Linked DNA regions of Mus musculus: region 2 is linked to region 1. A link is a contact called in public Hi-C data. All regions are on one chromosome and are shown on one strand. Each heading gives the region's core, a stretch centred on a gene start, on an enhancer-like site or on the middle of the called end of the contact. The rest is flanking DNA. Distances are from core to core; before and after follow the strand shown.

Region 1 (7,090 bases), core at 1,829-4,328:
CAAGGCTTGTTTTCTTGGAGTATTCTCACAAGCACTCAGAATTCCCCTCACAGGATTCTAATCCTGGACCACATTCTGACATATCCCCACAGGAGAATTGTATACAGAATGTTCAAGGTGTAGGATTGCTGCTCACCTCGATTAGTTTAATTCTTTGGGCATGCAGTGTTCCACTTCCATATCTATTTTATGATGCTTATTGTTCCTGATGCTCTTGAGGACCACCAAGGATCAAGGCACACCAGGTCTCAGTACCCACTCAAACCCAAACATTGTGCATATTGGTTAAGGGACCAATCAATGATTCAGAATAGGGTTTTTGGTTGCTCAAGAGGGGCATCACTTTTATGTAACTTTGCCCATCATGCTAAGGAAGTGGCTGTGGGAGTTTTTGATCAACAAGAATACCATTCTCCACAGGCAGGTGGATTTCTGTGAGTCTGAGGCCAGTCTGGTCTACATAGTGAGTTCCAGGGCAGCCAGGACTATTTAAAGAGACACTGTTAAAGCAAGTAAACAAGCAAGCAAGCAAGTGAGCAAGCAAGCAAGAGAAAGAGAGGAAAGAAAAAGAGGAAAAGGAGGGAAAAGAAGAAGGGAGGAAATAAAGAAGGAAAGAAGGTAGGAAAGAAAGAAAAAGGAAGGGAGGAAGGGGAGAGAGAAGGAAAGAAAGGGAGAGGGGAAGAGAGAAGAGAGAGAAGGAAGGAAAGAAGGAAGGAAGGAAGGAAGGAAGGAAGGAAGGAAGGAAGGAAGGAAGGAAGGAAGGAAGGAACAAAGAAAGATATTGTACTGGCTAGTTTCGTGTCAACTTGACACAGCTGGAGTTATCACAGAGAAAGGAGCTTCAGTTGAGGAAATGCCTCCATGAGATCCAACTGTAAGGCATTTTCTCAATTAGTGATCAAGGGGGAAAGGCCCCTTGTGGGTGGGACCATCTCTGGGCTGGTAGTCTTGGGTTCTATAAGAGAGCAGGCTGAGCAAGCCAGGTGAGGCAAGCCAGTAAGGAACATCCCTCCATGGCCTCTGCATCAGCTCCTGCTCCCTGACCTGCTTGAGTTCCAGTCCTGACTTCCTTTGGTGATGAACAGCAGCATGGAAGTATAAGCCGAATAAACCCTATCCTCCCCAACTTGCTTCTTGGTCATGATGTTTGTGCAGGAATAGAAACCCTGATTAAGACAGATATCTTCTCTTCCAAAGGGTTAAATAAGACAATGAAAATTCAATTTGTGTGTGTGTGTGTGTGTGTGTGTGTGTGTGTTTTCTAGACAGGGTTTCTCTGTTTAGCCCTGGCTGTCCTGGAACTCACTTTGTAGACCAGGTTGGCCTCGAACTCAGAAATCCACCTGCCTCTGCCTCCCAAGTGCTGGGATTAAAGGCATGCGCCATCACATCCGGCTGAAAATTCAATTTTTAAAGATGTCATTTTGTAATTCTCACCTGTGTCAGCAGTTCTGAACTCAAATATATACTTGTTCATTTCTCCCTAGAAACTGCACCTTTCTGAACTAGATGATCACATAAGAATGACAGTCTGATCTCTGACCAACCAGAGTGAAGCACAGGACCTTTGCATTATGGGTGGAAAGCATAGCTGCCTTCCTGAAAACATGGCTGACTTCCTGCAGGTGTGATTGCCTGATTTCTCACAGCTGGACACACTCTGCAAATGTAAAAACTTTTGCTTTACTGGGATACTTTGGATTGTTTGGTCATTTTCTTGGGATGCCAGACCAATTTATAACAGGTACTTGCTACATCCACTCCAGTAGTGACAAGCACAACAGGCACCAAAAACCTGGGCGCTGCCCCGAGGTGAAAAATTCATGGAAACAGCCTCCTGGAATCGTGGCATCCTGTATAAAGAATGCTCCAATGTCCTTGCTTTAGTTGGTAAACGGATCTGTGTGCTTTCCCTTAATATTGCTTTATTACAAGTGCTCCTAAGGATTGATATTTTGACATATAGCCAAGTTAGATCCTAGGCAGTCCTTGATCCGCAGTCCCTGGGCATGGATACCTAGGTCACTGCCCTACACAGAAATTTACCATTATCTAGGAAGAAGGAAGTTTGTGACTTAAAGAGGAACCAGAGTAGATACTTAGAACTATAGGTAGCTGAGTTACACCCATACACAAGTATTTACAATGGCCTAGAGGGAAGGTGGACTATACAATAGACTAGAGTAGGAACTTTGGCAAGGGCACAAAGCCCTTGCCCCTGGCTTCTAAGATTAAGTGGACCTTAGGTGGAGATGTTTTTGATCCCAGTTGTTAACATTGAATTTTACCCCAGTTGGTTCCTGCCAGTCCTTCTGTTTTGTGTAAGAATCCAGTAACTTCTTTGTACCTTACTAGAGTGTCACCCAACTTCCCTATTTTCTTCTGTATAAAAAGTTTGATGCTCGATTTGACAAATTACATTCAGATCCACACTCCCTTGTGTCGAGTCTGTCTGTCAATTCCCACCGACTCCTTGCCCACCTGCACCAGAGACTCGTTCCACACAGATAAGGGACCAAGAGGATCTGCTGCAGGTACTGGCAGACACAATAGGGATACCTGTACCTCTTGCACCTCATTGATGTACTGTTGTTCAGGCACACACAGGCACAGCCTTTGCTTTCTGCCCATTTTCTCTTTGGAACTCCAGCTCAAAACAAATTTTGCCACATTTGATTTCAAGTGATCCAGGCAGCCCCCTTTTACATGCTCACCTAATAGCTCAGGTCCACCAGAGCCTTATCTACCCCAGAAAGATCATGGACATCTGTGAAGCCAAAAATATCTCTGCCAGTCCAAGGCCCTTACTGAATTAATGTCCTTCCCGATTCTGCAGTGAACACTGTCTAGCCTGGCCAAGTGAGAGTAATACAACACTCTCTCACCCAGCCCCTTCGCTCTCATTTCTACCTCATCTTCTCCCTTCTTCCTGTTTAGTTCTCCCCCACGTTTTTTGACAACAAACAGAGCTTTTGAGCACTGATATATTTTGTACTCTCTTCTCCTTTCTTCCCCACAGTCAGAAGAAACAGTGAGTCAGTTCTTAGTCTGGTGCAAGCTGGTTTTATGTCAAGTTGACATAAGCTAGAGTCACTGGATAGGAAGATGCCTCAACTCAAAAAAAAAAAATGCCTCAATAAGATCAGGCTATAGGCAGGCCTGTTGTGAATTTTCTTAGTAATTGTGGGTAGGAACACCCCTAGGCTGATGGTCCTGAGTTCTATAAGAAAGCAGGCTGAGAAAGCCACGATGAGAGCAGCACTCTTCCATGGCCTCTGCATTAGCTGCTGCCTTCAGGTTCCAGGCCTGCTTGAGTTCCTATCCTGGCTTCTTTTGATGGTGAACTGTGATGTAGAAGTGTAAGCTCTCCAACTAGCAATTAGTCCTGATGTTTCATTGCAGCAAGAGTAATGCTAAGACAAATCTGATCTTCATCTTTATCCAATTTACCTACAAAATCAGAAGCTAACACGAAGTGTACCTCCTTGCATGACTTTCTCTGGTAATTACTCCCTTATTCAGCAAGTGCTTTCTGCAAAGACACCTCAATCTCAGTTGCATGGCTTTCACCCACATGGACAATAAAACTTCTGCCACAGCTCTCTTACAATCCTAGTCCATATGTAATAATTTCAGAGACTGCAATATACTCCCAGGTTCATCGGCAATTCTTGGAATGTCCCTGTACTCCCTTGATGGATGGCATTCATCGAATAAGCACACACTTTATATCGTTCAACAATGAATGGCCATATCAGCATTGGTTGTGGCTGCTGGCTCTTAGATGGGTTAGCTTCAGTTACATGTCTCTCCACAGTAAATAGAACAGAACTGCTCTTCCCAATCTCATCTGTCCTTCTGTCACTTCTCCTGTTTGGGTGACAACTATTTCGTTAACTTTCCTTGTGGAAACTTGGACAAATGTCTTTCCATCTCAGAAAAGCACCAACCATAAACTAGAGAAACTACTCTACCTGAGTTCAGCTTGGTAATACGAGTTTACCAGACTTTCTTATAAGAGGATGGGTGAAGGGTTACTGTGAGTGTGGGTGACCCCAAAAGCTATATCACCAAAAAGTCCCAACATAACATTAATGACAGCCTCCCAAAGCTACATATATAAATCCCTCCTTTAGTTAACCCTCTATGGTGTACCCAAAGCCCACTTGAGGAAGAGCCAGGGTTATGTATAGCTGGAAGAGAGGCAGAAAGAGTGGCTGGATCTCAGGTAAGGTCCAATGACCTGTCTCACACTCTTCTTCTATGGAGCAAGATCAAAACTATTGGACTTGCTGAGGGTCTCCTTCAGGAAGTGGCATTTCTCTCATTAACTATGTATAATATCATTTGATATTATTGAAAACTGGGCAGAGAATTGAGGGTTCTTAAGGCAATAGACCCCAAGTGTGACACTCAGGAGAACACATGCCCTTAGAAATTCACAAAATGTTCACAACCTAAAGGAACCAGCATATAAACTATGAACTTTAGGTAATACCAATCAACTCTGAACTGTATGCAAACCCAGATAATAGTGAAAGAACAGGGTTATGTTACCTCTATACCCTCTAACACAGATGGTAATGATAGGGGAAGGGCATATACCACCTCTGACACACTACCCAGATGGTAATAATGGAGGAGGGGCATATACCACTTCTGACACACTAACCCAGATGGTAATAATGGCGGGGGAGGGGGATATGGTGGTTTGAATGAGAAATCTCCACCATAGGTTTATGTATTTGAATATTTGGTCCCAGTTGTTGGTACTGTCTGGGGAAGCTAAAGACCTTTTAAAATGTGGAGCCTTGCTAAAGAAAGTGCATCACTGGGCAGGGGGGTTGACGTTTTATAGCATTGCCCCTGTCCCCCTGTCCTCCTGTCCCCCTGCCCCCTGTCCTGGCTTGTTTGTTGAACGCAGATGAAAATATAATGGTTCAATTTATGGGTCCAGCTCCTGCACCCATGCTTTCTTTAGCTGTTGTTACACTTTCCTCACCATAATGGACTCTACTTCTCTGAAACTGCAAACCAAAATAAAAACCCTTCTCATGTCCATTCTTCTAGAAGCTGCCTGGGACAGATGTATTCCTGTTGGTGTGTTTTCTTGGTAGGAAGTACCAATGGCAGCCACTGGAGCTACCTCTTCCTTCCAAAAATAAGGGCAAAACTACCTTCCTATATAGGACTCAAAAATTACCACTATCAACAACTTGAAGTAGGCAGGGGTGATGGTTTCCAACACATTTCTGTGTAACATACCTACATGACAGAAGACAGATGGATCCTGGAGAGTGGAAACCTCAGCTACATGGCAAGCTGGTACAGCTGCTATATATGCAGTTTTTCAGTATCCCTTGTCATCCACTGCAGAAATTGATTTGGGCAATTCTTCTCCTCTAGAGAGGTTCAGTAGAAACTCCTCTCCTCTAGAAGCTTCTACTACCTGGGCATCATCATAGGCTCATGGACATAAAAATGGCTTGTGGGCATCATCATGGCTCATGGACCTGCATCAACCACATCTCACTGTTGAGCATCTTCATGATCTGATCTCATAGACACTAATCATGTTTTGTTCCTAGCATTTTGGGGCTTTCACATGGCTGCTAGGTCCCAGTGACCAGGAAGTAGCAACTACAAGATGCACGGTGACAAGCTTAGGTGCTATACAGTGTCAGTGGAGATGGATGTTGCCTCACACAAAGGAACACAGGTAGGTCCATACCGAGAACTAAAAGACTGTGTGAGAAAGGAACATAGGTGAGCCATGTGAAGAAATCAGTGCTTTGCTTAATTTCCACTGGTCTAATGACCTGTAGTCCATGAGTTAACCTAAACTAGTCCACAGAACATTCCAGTGCCTATAACAAGTCAATACACCTATCAGTTTCTAAAAGAAGAGTGCCTCCAAACCTTACTGACAACAAACTCCTCCTAAATATCTGTTGACAAGTCCCAAAAATCTCAGACCCACAGACCTCAGACCCACTGGGGGGGGGGGTCTTTCTCTTGATGATGGTGTCTGGGTGATAACCCCCTGTCCCAGAGATCCTGGTTTTAACCTTTCTAGATACAGAGGATATCTGGTCTCTTGACCTTGACCCACTGACCACTAAGGGTGATGAGTTCTGCCCCCTCCATTCAAAATGACTTGCTTTTAGGATGTCTCCTCCAAAATTTCAAATGACCAAACTCTCATCTCCTAAGCTCATCCACTGTCTTGGTCCCTATATCCACTAGATAATCAGTCTAAATGGCTGTCCAATGGCCTCTGGATCCTAACATTATTCAGGATCCTTACAACTTTTATAAAGTGATCCTGCATGTCTCTGCTTTTTCCTTGAATGTCTCCCTACTCACCACCTCATACCCTTCTTGCTCTTAAGTCCTCATGTCATCTCCTGACACTTCTGCTCCTGAAACTGAAACTCTACCCTTCGGTTTAGCTGATGAACAATGCTACATCCTTCCTCATCACTTGCCGTTCCAACAATCTACCACCCTCCCACTCCATTATCCACCTGGGTCTCACCAAGACCAGAAAAGTCTGTGTCCTCAGGCCCCACCCCTGCTCAATCCAATTTGCCCCAAGTCCTCACCACTGCCACCTATTTTCAAACCTCTTCATACTCACTCTAGTGAAACTGCTCTCAGCCCCTACCTCCATCCTGCCCCTCAGAGAAGTAGCAGGTGTAGAAGGTACTACTCGTATTTATGTCCCCTTCTCCTTTAGTGAACTTGTCCAGATTGAAAACATTTAGGTTCTTTTACCTCAGACCCCATCACCTTCATCAAGCACTTCCACTATTTAACCCAGTCCTACCTTACCTTTCATGACCTCTGTGATCCCCAGATGGTCAACAACTCCTTATGACCTACTTTTTGCCCAGTCATACCCAGGCATAAAAGTCAAACTTAAACACTTACAATGAGGCCCACTTACAGTCCAGGCTGAGGTCCTGGCCCTGGTATTCAAAGTCTTTCACAATCCTAGTCAGCATAACCAGAAACACAATTAGCAATGCTCGGCTAAGGCCCTCCAGCAAATGAGGGTACTGTCACATCAGAAGGAGCCACTAGGACC
Region 2 (7,090 bases), core at 1,499-3,998, 630 kb before region 1:
CCACTTTCAAGGACACACATACTAGTAATCAAAAAACTTCAAATTTGACATGAATAGCAGTAGATTATAGCTGTCTATAACATTCCCAAACGCTGATTCAATAGTTAATTAAGACACAGTATTGCTAAAGGAATGTGCATGTACTTAGCGCGAGTCAGTTCTTTGAATTTTAGAAGCCCCCTACAAAGAGTCCAAATGGTGGATATGAGACAGTATTGAAAGTCCAATTTAAAAAAAAAAAAAGTCAGACCCTTCTTTGAATTGAAAGATCAAACAGGAATGGAGCCACTTGCTGGTGGCAGTCAACACTGAGTGACAGATTTGCCTTGGCTCCATGCTCCTTTCTCACACACACAGTCTGTGGCCACTAATGAGGAGAACAGTTACCAACAATTTCAGAAATTTCCAGAAGCCGTGAACCTCACCTTGCTCTGTAGGGACTGGTGGCACAAATATAGTCTGGCTGCTATGATTCACGCCAAGCTCGGTGTGACGAATTGGGAGCATGTCTTAAGGGAAAAGCTGGATAATTTCCTTTTGCAACCTTCTTTAGTTGAAAACACTTTTCTCTCAGTGTAGAGGGAGCAGAGATAAGAAGCATGTGCCCAGGGAAGAGCCTTCACTCTAGGTGTTAAGTAATACCACCCGGAAATTGGGGGACTGGGAGGCTGGTAGCAGCCATCTACAGGTGACCAGCACTTACCCAGGGGTACAGAGCCTGTGCTGATGCCAGGAAGCAGCCTCCTGATAGACCCAGACCTGCTTATGGTCTAATCCCAGTAGACCTTTCCATGACTCTACCCCATATGCCCCACTCACAGAATGCCCAGCTGTAGCCCATGGCAGTCAGCTGCCATCGAGACTGCAATACTGCTTCAGGGACAGTGGCCTTGTCCTGCTTGTGTATCATATGAAGCTCTGAGCCCAGCACCACAAGGAAGTAGCAGTGTCGTGAGGCAGGGTACCAGAGGGAAGACTTCTGAGCAGAAGGTGCTCAGGAGGCCTTTGTTAGGGGTGGCCCACCAGTGAGGGCTCAGGATCAAGTCCCTTTCTTGTATAGCAAGATCAAGCTGACCCAGCCGGCCCAGGGAATCTTCCAGCTCTTCTATTGCTGGTTTTGCTTGGGTACACAGAGGTGGCTGGTCCTGGAAAGCAGTTCTTCAGCTCATCGGAGGCAGTGTCCTGCAGAGCACAGAAGCATGCCCACAGCTGCCTCAGTCACGCGTGCTTCAGGATGCACATGTGATGATCTCAAGGTCAATGGTTTGGAACAAGGTACACCCGTTAGTGTACTTCCCCTCAAAGGAGATGCTGAGGTGGGGGCAATCCCTGAGGACAGAAGATGGATTTTTTTCACCCGAGGTCGGCTGTGAAGTCTGTCTCTAAGGAGTGCATCTCATCTTTCAGGATAAGCTGGGGCTGCTGGGAGTTCAGATTGGTGGGTGGAGAGAGGCAACAGGCAGGTGTTTGTGCACGGCGAGGCCTTGCACCAGGTGTTGTACACATTTGTAAACATGAAACAGTTTCAGCAGTATCATCTGCCCTGTTCTATCTGGGACACTGAGTGGGGAAAGGGGACACCGAAGTCAGGGTGTCTCTACATAGCCCTGGCTGTCCTGAAACCTACCACGTAGCCCAGACTGGCCTCGAACTCACAGAGTTCTGCCTGCCTCTGCCTCCACAGTGCTGGCATTAAAGGTGAGGGCTTCCAGGCCTGGCTGAACTCAGCTTTACACCACTCACTGGTTTAGACTGGGTTCTCTGAAAAAGGAGTTCTGAGTGCACACTCACTCCTCTGTGGGGCCTTGAACTTGCCACCTTCTTGCTTCAGCCTGGAGTAGCTGACATTAAAATGTATGGTATCCTATCTGGCTACTGGTCCATCTTCGACAAACTTTTTGTTGAAAGAAAGCCTCCACCCAAGTGTAGCCACACCAGCCATTCTCAGATGGTCCTTGGCCAGTGATGCCTTCTTGGAGGGTGGGAAGTAAGTCTTCAGGATGACTTCGGTTCCTTGTCTCCATCCTTGCTATTGACAGGTGATTCGGAGCTGGTAGTTGATTTTAAGGGTAAGTTAGAATTAGGGGGTCAAGGGCTGGGATGTATCTCAGCTGTGTGCACTGCATGCCAAACATGTGTAAGGTTCTGTGTTCAATTCTGATGCCACATAAAACTGGGTGTGGTGATACATGCCTGCCATCCCAGTATTAGGGAGAAAGAAGCAAGAAGATCAGAAAGAAGTTCAAGGCTAGCCTAGGGCACATGAGATGCGGCCTTTCAAAAAAAAAAAAAGATTTTTGGAGTTGGAAGTGGTCAGACCAGGGTTTCTGTCACCCTTGGGTAATATTTGCTCTCTCTAGGGATGGGAGTGTTTATAACAGCACCCTATTGGCCTAACTGTTGTGGGCTGGGTTTGTTACCCAGAGAACTGTGCAAGTCATCCCCACACTGGTACAAAGGTAGTCTTGTTTGAAGACAAGATCTCTAGAGTCCAGTTCAGATGAGACCTGCCTGGGACTGGACTCTCAGCCATTAGGCTGATGTTCTTGTAAGACACCTTGTGTGAAGTTGCACAGAGGAAGAGTAAGATGGAGAGGAAAGATGGAGAGGAGGTAAGGGGAGAGGAAGAAGAAGGGGAGGAGGAGGAGGGAGGAGGAGAGGCTGTATGGAGACAGAAAGAAGCTGTGCGGACACAGGGGAGGCCATATGGAGGCATAGAGGAAACTATGGAGACAGAAAAGGAACCATGTGGAGAGAGGAGAAGGAGGCTATATGGCAACAGAAGAAGAGGGGGCTGCTCAGAGACAGACAGAGGAGGGGGAGGAGGCCATATGGAGACAGAAGAAGTGGAGGACAGACAGGGAAAGCTATGTGGAAACGGAAGCAGAGCAGAGTGGTCCCTCTCCCAGGGGAAGACTCTAGGGTCTCTGGCAACATCAGAAGTTGGAAGAGGAGTGGAAGGACCTTTCCTCAGAGCCTTCCTTGTGTTAGAGGAAGGGAGGCACCCAGACTTCAGGTATAAGGTTCCCAAAGCTGTATGTAGGATTCTCTTAAGTCACTTACTTTGTCGAGACACCTCAAGAACCAGGTAGTCTAACCCACAGGCCTAGGTGCACCATGTGTGTTCTGACAACCTAACCACCAGGATTAACACTATCTGCCATTGAATGGGTGATGTGAGGAGCCCACAGTTGAGCGGGGCTTGGGGGGGGGCAATCCTCCTCTCCTTTGCTTGTAACAGTTAGAGCCTGTTTCCCGGGAAGGGTACAGTCTCACTTTAGATATGCTGCCCAACTCCCAGATCGGCCCTGAGTTGTCTTTTCCCTGGATATTTAGCACTTCCATGAAAACCATCTCTTTCTCCATCCTCCAGCCTTAACCTGTACTCTGAAGAAAACATCAGGTGGAGGAGGAAAGCCTACAGGGACAGAGATTTGGGGACTGAGAGTGAGGACAGCCTTGGTCTATGGAACTACAAGTTTTGTGTCCACACTCATGTGGCAGACCCTGCTGTCTGGCCACATCTCCATATCCTCATACTCTCCCTGACAGCAGCACTGCCCTGTTACATTCCTTCTGGCTCAGCTGTCATTTATCAGTGTTAGTGTGACAACAGGAGGCTCTTCAGATCCTATAAACCTATGCATCAGGCTCGGAGTTAATGTCTTCCAGAATGGCCGTATGTATCATTCTCCATCTTGAGCCAACATTGCTTTTCTTGCTCAGTGTCCAGTGAAACTGCCATAAGAAGGATTTACAGTGCAGCCGCTGTGAAGCCAGAAATCAGGGGCACATTGAGCCTTCCCAGCCTGCCTGGGGGATTCTCCTGTGAGCTTGGGGAGCCCTGAAAGAGTGTGTATCCCCTGCTGGAGACTGTGGAGCTAAAAGGAATGGGCTCTACCCCAGAGACAACAGCTGTCTCTAGCCAGGGAGTTGACTGGCTCCAAATCAGAACTGGTGGCCCTTGTTCTTGGCCACAGTCTATCCCAGTGGGCATCATCTTTGACTCTGTTCTGAACCAACAGGCCACTGCAAGAAAGAAGAAAAACAGAGGGTCAGGATTTTATCTCAGCTGAAAAGATACCGTTGTTTCCAGGTCAGAGTCACGTACATTGTTTCTAGGTTACAGACACATACATTGTTTCTAGGTTAGAGACTTGTGCTTTGTTTCCTTGAGGGGTTATTTTTGGGTGTTGTTGTAGTTGTTGTTGTTGTTGAGACAAGTCCATGTAGCCCAGGCAAGCCTCAAACTCACTATGTAGCCTAGGATGACCTTGAACTTCTGATCCCCCTGCCTCCAGCTGCTGGGATTACAGGCATGCACTACCTCATCTAATGACGAATTGCTAGGAGTCAAACCTAGGGCTTTCTGCATGCTAGGCAAAACTCTACATACTGTACAAGCTCTTTGAGGGTTTGTTTTAATGCATACATGCTTTTCTTCCTCTTTAAGTATGAAAGATTAAGAGATGGGGAAGACACTCCTCTTCCATGCTCTAGACCCGATGACTGCCCCCTTCTCCTGGGAGGGGTGTGTGTGTGTGTGTGTGTGTGTGTGTGTGTGTTTAAAATTTTTATTTTATGTGTTTGAGTGTTTGCCTGACTGCATGCATGCATGAGAACCACTTGTATGCTTTGTTTCCATGGAGGCCAGAAAGGGAGGTTGCATACTCTGGAACTAGAGTTGCAAGTGGTTGTGAAGGAGTGTTAACATGAGGGAGCTGAGAAATGAACCTGGGTCCTCTGTAAGAACAGCAAGGGCTTAACCACTGAGATATTTTTCCAGCCCCTTCCTGGGTGTTTTCTTAAAATGCTGCTGCTGCCGCCACCGATGATGATGATGAAGATGATGATGATTATCATCATTCTGGGGCACATGTATCACAGTACACATGCGGTGGTCAGACGACAACTTGTGGGCATTAGTTCTTCCTTTTACCTTTGGTTTGGGGATTGTGGGCATTAGTTCTTCCTTTTACCTTTGGTTTGGGGATTTAATTCAGGTCAGCAGGCTTGAATATCAAGAGCCTTTATCCACTGAGCCAGACTACCATCTCTTTCCTGGGTGTTTTGCAGATAGATTAGTTTTACGTGAACCCCCTCTGCTGTTCTGCACTTTGGCCTCAAGTGGGTTCATCAAGCTGTGAACTGCAGAACAAGACAGAGCCCCGAGCTCTGCTGGCCTCCATGTGCTGGGAACAAATTGGAGGTTCCTTCTTCCTACAGCTCCTACTGTGGCCTCAGGAATGAGTGGCCCCTCTTCTTGTTTTTATGATACAGTGTCTCACCATGGATTCCAGGCTTGAAACTCATGGTGATGCTCCTGCTTCAGCTTCAGCCCTGCTGGAATGATGACTTTGTGCAACTGTGCTGCCTTTGGTAGTCTTTAAATGTTAAGGTGGATAGGTCAACAAGTGTTCCCCCCCACCCCCACTTTGGTTTTATACTATTGCATTTTATTTTGTTTAACAAGTATTTCTGTTTGTTTGTTTGTTTGTTTGTTTGTTTGTTTTTGAGACAAGATCTCACTATGTAGCTTTAGTTGTCCTGGAACTCACTATGTAGACTAACTAGGCTGGCCTTGAACTCACAAAGATCACCCTGCCTCTGCCTCCCAACTGCTGGTATTAAAGTTATACACTACCACACCCAGCTTAACTAATATTTCTTGAGACAGGATCTTATGTATCCAGGCTGGTCTCAAACTCACTATGTAGCCAAGGGTGATCTTGACTTCCAGTTCTCCTGTATCTCTCCCCCTGCAAGTGTTCAGATTACAGGTATGTACTGCATACAAAGCCCCAGTACCATATAAAATCAGGCATGGTGGGTCAGAAGTTTAAGGTTGTCCTTGCCTACATAATGAATTCTGGGCTATGTAAGACCCTGTATAAAAACAGAACAAAGTACAGACACCGTCCCCTCAAACACACACACACACACACACACACACACACACACACACACACACACACACTACAGCCTTCTATGTGTGGAGCTTTGTGAATCCCCATACCTGTGTATGGTGCACCTTGATGCAGGTAGAGATTGCTCCCTCCCCACTCTCCCACATTTCCATGGAACAAAGCTGTCCTGTCTGCCTCTGTAAAAATGTATTCATTTTACTTTTTAAATGTCTGCCAGCTCACCATTGTCCTGTGGACTTATTCAATTCTATCTTTGGGAGCGTGTCCTCCCCTCCACCTCACCTTGTCTCCACCCCCTGCACCTTTGTTTCTCACTCCATCTAAGTGTGGAGATTCCCAAGCCTAGCATGTTTGTGCCGTGGTTCTGATCCCTTGATTCTGGCTTGGTCCCCTCCTGCTGCTCTGGTAATAACCCCTGTGCCAGCTTCACCTCTATCCTGGTTGGGAGGGGTCTCTGAGAAGCCTTGAGGCTCACGATGTGAAGCCTCAGTTGATTGACAGACTGCAGAAAATTATCACCAGAGTTTGGGTACCTTCCCCCTGTGTTCTAAATCTAAGAGGAAAAGGAGGTAACAGAGCTGGGTTTACCTGGGCTGCACCACACCCTTCCTGGTATACAGCCCTCTTGTGCATGGCATGTGCCCCTGCTAACAAGGACACTGTGCTCATTTGTGTCTGGTTTCTTGTGTTATCCTTCATGGTTTATCCTTTGCACCAGCCAGCTCCATGCTTGAAACTCAGAGGGGACCCAGAAGCAGCTCTTATGTCCTTTGGTCAGAGCTCGTCTGTCAACTCTCCTTCTGGTACTCTGGGCAAATGGTTATGGAAACAGCCTTGGATGGCATAGACAGTGGAGTCCCATCCTACTGTTCTCCAGGGAACATGTAGTTAACCACTCTCAACTGAAGAGCCAGATTTGGTTTCTGACTGGGTGTCTGATAAGTTGAGGCCACACTTGAATTCACTCCCTTCCAGGGCTACCCCTCCCCCCCCACCACCAACTGCTACTGCCTTCAGGAAGTAGTTATGTGGTCCAGAATTGAAGTCTTCCTTGAGGGCCAAGATGTCTCAGCCTACAGTGTTGACTAACTTAGGGAATGAATGATTGTGAGTATAACATTGAGTAAGGTAGGTGGGCAGATTCAAACTTGTGTCTCAGTGGA

Evidence for each region. A called contact is a pair of places that touch in the nucleus more often than the background predicts.
Region 2: a contact with region 1 is called in a Hi-C map of cortical neurons. The contact joins two enhancer-like sites. A contact is called at or near these places in 1 of 484 Hi-C or Micro-C datasets (cortical neurons) and 1 of 9 other capture datasets (embryonic stem cells).

Annotation. Positions count from the first base shown.
Region 1 is chr12:116,724,754-116,731,843 of GRCm38.p6, reverse strand. All of the region lies in intron 3 of Ptprn2 (protein tyrosine phosphatase, receptor type, N polypeptide 2), which reads right to left. Among named protein-coding and RNA genes, the nearest start is that of Gm31336, 29 kb to the left of the region's middle. Within about 2 kb of position 3,078, at least 4 of the 459 cell types and tissues checked have an H3K27ac peak or open chromatin away from gene starts, as enhancers often do. A contact at or near this core is called in cortical neurons, where this site is marked.
Region 2 is chr12:117,353,684-117,360,773 of GRCm38.p6, reverse strand. No RefSeq gene overlaps it. Among named protein-coding and RNA genes, the nearest start is that of Gm5441, 20 kb to the right of the region's middle. Within about 2 kb of position 2,748, at least 9 of the 459 cell types and tissues checked have an H3K27ac peak or open chromatin away from gene starts, as enhancers often do. A contact at or near this core is called in cortical neurons, where this site is marked.